Regions from separate parts of the Mus musculus genome. Here all the other regions are linked to region 3. The links are chromatin contacts, called in public Hi-C maps. All regions are on one chromosome and are shown on one strand. The core of a region is the stretch at or near the end of the contact, and the rest is flanking DNA. Distances in the headings are between cores, read along the strand shown. Region 1 holds the start of Tbc1d22a (TBC1 domain family, member 22a). Region 2 holds the start of Zcrb1 (zinc finger CCHC-type and RNA binding motif 1). Region 3 holds the start of Lmf2 (lipase maturation factor 2).

What was found. Hi-C and Micro-C count contacts between places; a contact is called where the count stands out from the background.
Region 1: a contact with region 3 is called in a Hi-C map of regulatory T cells, with 8 times the contacts expected there. The contact joins the promoter of Tbc1d22a here to the promoter of Lmf2 in region 3. A contact is called at or near these places in 2 of 484 Hi-C or Micro-C datasets (CD4 T cells and regulatory T cells).
Region 2: a Hi-C map of B cells shows a contact between it and region 3, with 5 read pairs. The contact joins the promoter of Zcrb1 here to the promoter of Lmf2 in region 3. A contact is called at or near these places in 1 of 39 promoter capture datasets (pre-B cells) and 1 of 484 Hi-C or Micro-C datasets (B cells).

The regions. Positions count from the first base shown.
Region 1 is chr15:86,213,133-86,215,832 of GRCm38.p6, forward strand. It overlaps Tbc1d22a (TBC1 domain family, member 22a), which reads left to right and starts at 1,327. Exons shown (of 13, transcript NM_145476.2): 1 at 1,327-1,504. The coding sequence starts at 1,443.
Region 2 is chr15:93,396,822-93,399,642 of GRCm38.p6, forward strand. Zcrb1 (zinc finger CCHC-type and RNA binding motif 1) reads right to left here and starts at 1,513. Exons shown (of 8, transcript NM_026025.3): 1 at 1,342-1,513; 2 at 349-434. The coding sequence starts at 432. Pphln1 (periphilin 1) reads left to right here and starts at 1,529. Exons shown (of 9, transcript NM_175363.4): 1 at 1,529-1,640.
Region 3 is chr15:89,354,325-89,357,252 of GRCm38.p6, forward strand. It overlaps Lmf2 (lipase maturation factor 2), which reads right to left and starts at 1,335. Exons shown (of 14, transcript NM_178919.4): 1 at 1,032-1,335; 2 at 240-493; 3 at 103-131. The coding sequence starts at 1,125. Ncaph2 (non-SMC condensin II complex, subunit H2) reads left to right here and starts at 1,395. Exons shown (of 20, transcript NM_001115132.2): 1 at 1,395-1,619. The coding sequence starts at 1,512.

The DNA of each region.
Region 1 (2,700 bases), core at 77-2,576, 3.1 Mb before region 3:
TGTCAAAAGGGATTCCTAGAGAGCCCGGTATTGTCATCCAGACAGCAAACATTTGGGATGTACTATTTCAGTTCCTAAGGCTCCGGCTGTGCAGGAAATGAAGAGGAACAGGTGCCACCCCTTTCTGCAGAGTCAAAGTGGAGTCAGGTAGCTGCTGCAGTCTAAAAGGAGCTGCAGAAGGCTTTACTCTTAAAGAATGGGAACAAAGTTGAGATACAGGGCTCTAGGCCATTGACCCTGCTCTGAGTACTGAGGATAAGTCTGGCATACAACTGGGCTAAGCTATATAAGGTTCTTTAGTGTGATTTCTTGCATCCACCATGTGCTAACCCAACACCACTTTCAATATGTCTAGAAGTCTGGGTCTTGAGAATATAGTCAGGGCCTGGGTTAAACAGGAAGACCATATCAAAAGCAGAAAAAGTGCACGAGACAGCTGTCGTGAATATGTTTCTCAGTAGTAAAGGCCACAAGTTGGCATTACCAGTGTTTCACTAAAGCTCCGGCCTGAGATGCCAGCCTCTCACCCTTGAGTCTAAGATCATAGAAATTTTACACCAATCACGTAAGTAATTTCAAGTAGCTACACTACACAGCAAAAAGTGAAAGTAAACATAACAATATATTCTACAGAACCCAATATATATAAAGTATCATTTAATGTAAACTTATAATTAACATTTCCGTATTAAGATTTTTGGATCTTGAATGTATCTTACAATTAAGCACACTTTACTGCGGTCTTGGAAGCACGCAAGCGCCGGCAAGATGAAGTCTTCGTGTCTCCGTGCCTATTCGTTTTTCAGCTGAAGCCCAGGCAGATCCCCGCCATCGCTTCAGATGTGCTCCGGTGGAAGTCGCTTCCTTCACCTCACTGTGCAGTGTTTACTGATCCGGGGTCAATGCCCTGGCGATGAGGCTTGGACCACACTACAGCGGGAGAAGCTCTCCATCCTCCCGCTCGCCTGTCCGCCCGCAGCAGGGTCCCGATCTGCCTGTGCTCCTTCTGGTTCTCGGTACTTGCTGGTTGGCTGCGAGCAAATAAGACCGACTCGGACCCCAGACGCACGCGGCTCCGGAGTTCATGGCCGGGGATCAGAGGCCGGGATCCAGAGACCTCAGTCCGTGCCGCTCGACCCGAGCGCTCTCAGCGCCGCCAGAACATACGCAGCTCGCAGACTCCGCTTTCCTCCCTGCGCTACAGCCACGCACATATCCCAGCGTCGCCTTCTCATGGCGTCAAGCACTGCCCGAAACGAAGGCGGGACTTCCGGAATCGCCGAGTCACAACTTCCGGACGGAGGCGGAAGCGCCTCTCGGCTCTACGCTTCGGAGTCCTGGTGTCTCTGAGGGGGCCGCCGGGGCACAGGAGAGGGCCGCTGGAGGTGTGGCCGACCGCTCTCGGGTGTCAGGGTTGCGGATCTGAGGGATGAGGAGCGGCCATGGCCAGCGACGGGGCCAGGAAGCAGTTCTGGAAGCGCAGCAACAGCAAGGTCCCGGGCAGGTGGGTGTGACGGGGAGGACCCGGTCGGGGTCAGGGGTCAGAGGTCAGGTGGCCGTGCTGTCCCGTTGCAGTGCGGGTGGCGTAGGAGTCTGGGGAGGAGAACCTGGCTCCTAGGAGACTGTTGGGCTATGTGAGGGGCTAGGGGAGTCGGGGTCGGCAGTGGGCGTGTGGGAAATGAAAGGTGACAGTGGCCGTACCAATGAGCAAGGAGGACGAGGAGCTGCCCCAAGTGCTTCCAGAGCCTGGCAGGCAGGTTCTCTCCTGCGAAACTCCATGACTCCCTGGGGAAGCTGGAAGAAACTGACCCAGGTCATGCCCTGGAGAGTTTGGTTGAGTCAGGAAACTGGCCAGGGAGAGGCAGTGCCTGCAGGGGAGGTCGGTCTCTTCGGGGTGCATAGTGGTTTGAGCACTTGGGTTTTCGTCTGTCACATGTGGGCTGATGCTTTTCCTTTGAGCGTGGAAGCGCCTTGTGAATTTCTGTGGTCCCACCTTCTGGCCTCTGGACACCGGTCTTTTGACAGCAACAGGAAACACAGAATAATAATAAAAACACCTGGGTGCAGTCTGGAAGCTATCGAGCTCCAAAGTCCTTCTGTGATTGGTTATGTGGCCTGATGCCTCTCTAGGTCTTAGGGAGTGAAGAGACAGTACCCGGAAATGTATTTCAGAAAACTCCATCACAAGATTTCAAACATAGTTTATTCTGTTTTCTAGCCAAAGTCTCAGATATGAAATTTAAGATTCTAACATTAGCCACCTCTCCAGTCCTGAAGGTTTTGACATTGAGGTAACTTAAGTAGAACCATTCGTGAGCTCGGAAAATGGTCTGTCTTCCTGTGCTTCCTAAGAGACACCATTGTGTGAATGTTAAATTTGTAAACTCGGATATCCACTGTATTCAACCACAAAATGTGCTTTTCAAAGTGGCTGGGGCTTGGCACGGGTTACTGACTGCTGGGCCACAGTGACTTGGGAGATGGAGGAAGTCCTCAGAGGTACCCAGACACTGTATTTTTTACAGGACCTGGACTGGGCTTGCTTGAATAGTTAAGAACTTTTATAAAAGCTATTATTATAGTTTATGATGAGTAGAAGGTCCTACTGTGACAGGGATAAACACGTTGAGCCTAGTGCCAGATAAACAGAAGCATGTGGCAGTGTGACTTCTGTTGTTGCCTTCACATCTCGAGACTCAG
Region 2 (2,821 bases), core at 263-2,762, 4.0 Mb after region 3:
CTTCCTACCTCAGCTTCCCCTGTGCTGGGGTTACAGGTGTGTGATAACTACTCTAGGCAAGTGTTCCACCACTCAAGTACAGGCGGCAGAGGAAGGCAGATCTCTGAGTTCTATGATAGCCTGTTCTACAGAGTGAGTTCTAGGCCAGTCAGGCACAGAGAAACCCTGCCTCGAAAAAACACACAAACAACAAATTCTCTTTGGGAAATTAAAACAAAATTGAAAAATTTCCCACTAAAATTTGCAGAAGATATCAACTAAAAATTTTCCCAGGGAGCAGTATTTTTGCTTAAGCTTCAGATTGTCTCTAAAGAAAGAATCCATTAGTTAGATGTACATACAACTTACCCGGTATAAATCATTGTTTGTTAGGGAGAAAGGCAAGTTGGATACATAAACTGTGCTTTTACTTGGCGCCAAGCCACCGCTCATTTCTAAAACGGAAAAAAAGGAGACATTGGGAATCTTACTCCAAGTAGAACCAAACAAGGACCATCACTGACTTAATTAGGGTAGAATTCCTCAGGCTCCATTCATTTAAAGAGATTAGAGTACCAGTGTGGGTAGGGTGTGAATTACCATATTCCTTTTCTAGCAGCGGGTGTTAAGCCTTTTAGGGCTGCGGTGCGATTGAAGAGGGGTTTTAGAGAGATGGAGAAGCCACAAGGCTATTTTTAACGCCTTCTTAGGGTAAAAGCGGAAAAGATGTTTCCCAAGGATTCGCCCACCTCCGAAAGGGACACCTGTCTACCCCGCCTCTTTTGTTCTTGTTTTTAAAAAAACTCCTGTATCTACGTCTGTATATATGGATTACTGATATAGGTAGGCCATGACGACAGAGACTCGGTTTTGTTAAGCTTGGGGTAGTTTCACATTTTGATAAAGTTCTTTAGATTTTTAAATTTCGTGCACAACCAAATCATGAAATGACACTCTATTACATGGATTACCTACTTTGAATGGGACATTAACCTGTATATTTATCAATGTGCTTAGTAATCAACGTCACTGTTAAAACTCTGCAAATTACAGGTGAAACGATCGCGTCGGTCGGCAGCAAGTGTTAAGAACCCCTATGAATGACAATGGACCCGGCACCCCGGAGGGCGCCCCGCTGGCCCAGTAGGAGGATTATTCAAAAAGCCTTAGCTAGCCAAAACCTGCTTGTCGCGTTTCCAGTTTCTCACTCTGAGAAATGCTAACCCCGGCTGGACGTTCCTGGGGCCGGAGCTGGGGTCAGGGTCGAGGCCGAGGCCGAGGCCGAGGCCGAGGCCGAGGCGGAGGCCGAGGCGGAGGCCCGGGCCGCGGCCGTCTCCTGGGCCCGGCGCCGTGGGAGCTTACCTTCGGCGCAGAGGCGAAGCGGAGAGGATGCGAGCCCGCGGCGGCTTCACCTCCGGCTGCCTTCCGCGGCGCGCAAAAGCGCGGGCGTCCGCGAACGCAGCGCGGTGCAGCGCTCCTTCCGACTCCCCCAAACCCCGACGGCCCCGGGCCGGAGGCTGGCGCGCCGGGCGACGTCACCGCGCGCGCCGGAAGTGCCTTTAGGGCGAGCGGACGTCTGGCTTCGCGGGTTTCACCGGCGGCTGAGGCGGCGGCGACAGAGGCGGCGGCGACAGAGGCGGAGGCTCAGCAGTGGGACGTAGGTGAGCGAGTGGCTCTCCGCAGAGGCGCGAGGGGCGCATGCGGCCGGCGGGCGGGCGGGCGGACGTTTCCTGCGGCGATGGAGATGTGCTTTATTCTGGACTCCTAGTGGAACCTGGAGAGGGACTCAGTGGATGCGGGAGGAAAGCGAAGTGTGGAGGAGAGTGAGACCCAGGTTCCGCTTCTCGGCAGGAGTTTAGTAAGCAAAAGGGGAGTTCTCAGCCAGGCAACTTCAGTGACGCCAGGTCAGTCAGGAAGTCTGGGTTTTTATCTTATTTTTTATTTTTTGGACCTAACCGACTCTGTAATAGGCACTTTGAGAGACGGACAAAAGAGTGCCAAAATAATCCACTTGCTGTTGAGAATGTCAGTGTGGCCGGGGAGACAAAGCCCACGTGGGGACAGTTGGAGTCACACAGTGACCCATTCTTGAGTACTGGCACGGACAGATGTTCAGCTCCATCGTCCCGTTGTTTATTACTATTTTTTCCTTTCTGAAAATATGGAATGGGTACGCACTGATTATTTTTTTGTTTTCCGAGACAGGGTTTCTCTGTGTAGCCCTGGCTGTCCTGGAACTCGCTCTGTAGACCAGGCTGGCCTCGAACTCAGAGATCCCGCCCGCCTCGCCTCCAGAGTGCAGGGATTAAAGGCGTGCACCATCACCGCCCGGCTACACTGATTATTCTTTAAGAGCTCGTCGTTTCTACAGAGAAATCCGAATGCTTATTTTGCCCGGTAGTTTAAACTTAACTTCTACCCACCAGCACGTACAGACCAGGCCTGTAACTACTCCCTGGGAACCTGCGTGTCAGCAGCCCGGAGCCCAGAGCCTGTCGTGGAGCCTGCACAATCAATCCTGACTGAAGCGGAGGGACGAAGTGCAATCCACCCAGGGCGCCGCTGAGTTTTGAGAGGCATTAATTCCTTGGCGTCCACCAAGGGACCACTGGGACTAATTCTCATGGCAAACTTGTGGCCAGCCCAAACTCCCAGGCTTCACATCCCGGTTGTGCTTGGTTATCGCCCACGATGTAAGCCCCTTTGGTCTTCTAATTGTTTGAGCCTTAACTCTCCGCGCTGTTTCGTGCTTCCTCTCGATTTGGGGGTACCACTGCTTCTCCTTCCTTAGTTCACCCTGAGCGCATCGTCTGTGCTCCTGGAATCTTATTTTGTCTGCTTA
Region 3 (2,928 bases), core at 85-2,584:
CCTATTTAGGTTGCTTAATAGGAACCTCCCAGGGTCCTCCCAGGAGAGGCAAACAACCCTGCCCAGTGGCCTCAGGCAGATTGGGCCCCCGGAATCACTCACCACTGGAAATAAAGGAACACTTGGCCCACCTGTAGGGAGAGAAGTGGTCAGGGAGCCACTGTGTGTCTGCTGCATCAGGTGAGGCAGAGAGAGAGGGTGGGTTAGATGAAGGCTGAAGTTTTAAGTGTCTCACTTGCCTGGTAGGCTGATCGGTATGCAACCCAGAGCAGCAGGTAGACGAAGGGGTGTCTCAGAGAGTTCAGGAGCAGGGCGCCCAGGGCTAGCACGGTGCCCAATAAGGTCAGTAAATCCAGACCTTGGGCAGTATCCAGCCCCAGTCTTGGTGCCTCCCACAGCAGCGTTGGTGTTTCCCACAGCTGCTGCCACAGGCCCTTGCCTTGGGGCCGCAGTGTTCTTCGAGCAGGAAGGATGCCCTCTGGGCCATAGAGGCCTGTGGGAGGGTATGTCAGGGCCAAGTCTTAGACATCTTCCCAGTCTAACATGCACATGAACTTAGGCCCCGGAGATGCTCCACCACCAGCTCCTGGCATGCAGATGTCCCAAACCCCCAACTCCAGGTTGTGCTTGCAGATGTTCCCATCCCAGGCAGGGCTTGCTCTGTCTACCAGATGGTCTCTCTCTCTCACGTTGGAAATTGTTGACCCCCAACACCAGGTTCAGAAGACCTGATTCTGGGTCAGCACCTTCTGTCAATTAGAGCGCATCCCTCTCTTACCTGCCCACAGAGTCCAGGTAGAAATCTGCCACCCACTCCCCTCGGGGTTTTTCCCTAAGCCTAGATGAGACTACTAATAGTTAAGGGAAATCGACCCTTGTGCTTCTTTTTCCTCCACTTTTGTTGCCCGCAAACTACCACCCCTTAATCCCGCGCAGAGAGAGGCCTGGACTTTACACCCGCCTCAGAGGGCAGTGAAGGAAGGGATGCTACCACGTCCACGTGTGACGATTCAACCCCTCCGCGCCCTCACCTGGGATCTGGGTGTAGAGGGACGCAAAGGCGAACAAGTAGACAGCGGCCACACCCTGTAGGAAAAGCTGCTGTGGGACCCGGGAGCTCGCCATGTCCGCTACGCGGTCTTGCCGAAGTAGTGCCCTCTAGTCTCCTAGCTGCCCCCAGCCCGGCCTCTGGCCCACGCCGCAGCCGGAATCCGTCAGTCCGGTCGGGTCACTGAGCTCCACCCAGTGCCAAAGAACTCACCGCTAACCACCTAGAAACTTAGTCTCCTCCGCTCCTCCAGGCCCCCCCCCTAGACACGGAGCCCCGCCCCCGGTGTAGGCCCCGCCCCCGTCGGGCCCGCTTCTTTACTTCTTCGAAACTGGGCCCGCCTGACGTCATACGTGTGCGCGCAGTGCCCTGGCTACGTACTTCCGGGGCGGGAGCACCAAAATGGCGCCAGAACCAGTAGCGGGTTGAGCCATGGTTCCGGGCTTCTAGTCCCGTTCTAGACATGGAGGATGTGGAGGTGCGCTTTGCTCACCTCTTGCAGCCCATCCGGGATCTCACTAAGAACTGGGAGGTGGACGTGGCGGCACAGCTGGGCGAGTATCTGGAGGAGGTGAGGGCGGCGGGGGAATGGCATCGGCCTGGGCGCTCAGGCTGCATTGCCACCCCCCGCCTCCGGGTCTGTAGCCGTCTGGTGTGTCATCCGCAGTCTTGTTTCTTTCCTCACCCCCCTTCAAAATCCAGCCTGCCTCTCGAAACTTTCAGCTAGATTCTCCCGGAGCTGTCCTTTTCAGGCCTCTGTCGGTTAGCGAGCTGTGAAGTCGATTTGGTTGGATGATAATCATTTTTCTCCAACAAGTACATTATTTCCGTTTTCTTTGGGGGAATACAATACATTAAGAAGCAAACTTTTTGTTTTCCCCTTTTGGGGGCGGATTTAACCTGGGGCTTTGGACAGGTTTGGCAGGCACTCTACCACCGAGCTTTTTTTTGGAACCTGTTTTTCTTCTTGAGCCAGGCGCCAAGGCAGGTCTTAAACCCGAAGTCTTCTGTCCCAGTCTCCCGATTATTTGCAACTACCAATCAACCCTACCATACCAGGACTCTTACAGTAATGGAGAGAGATCTGGTTCCCGAAGGAAAAGGGATTTTGTATCTTAGACCTCAAGCCCCGCCCACACGATCTTCCCGCAGTGCGACGCACCCATACCCCAGGCTCTTAATTTGAACCAGTTTTGTCCAGAAGGATCCGCCCCCTCCCCCATCCTGTTGGTGGCCCAGCCCCTCGCCGTAATCTAGCCTATCAGCATTCCATTCCTCCGTTTTGTTTTTTTTTAAGTTCAGGTCTATTCAGTCACTGTCTGCTCCGTTTCTGCACGTTCACACTTTGGCTCAACACAATCGGATCCCACTACTGAATAGTTACAGGTCTCAACTCGAACTGTAGTGGTCTTCGTATTTAAAAATAAAAGAGACGCTCGAAGTGCCCTGTTGGGGAGATTTCTCGGTCTGACAGCTTCCTTTTTGAAACAGTGCTCTTAGGATTTCTATTTGACTGCTTCTGTTTTCTTTCTTAAGTGTCGAGCTTCTTGGGGTGGAGTCTTCTTTCCCTTAAAAATAGAAAATCTTACTTGTGTGATTTTTTTTTTTTTTAAATACAAGTTTTCAACTCCATGTGGTGGGATACACCCATACCGATCTTCCTTGTGAGCTGTCCCAGATTTGTTTGTTCTAGCCACTCCCTTGGCATGTGCTGGGATGTTACTCGAGCTCTTGGATGTTATTTAAAGTGGAGCTTTTGGGTTGTGGTTCAAATTCTAGTCCTCTATTTTGGTAGTGTTTCACTGTTTAACTAAAGGTGAAAATTAAGAGATGTGATAAGGCCTCATGTCTCACACCAAGTTTACCAATGAATTGTGTCA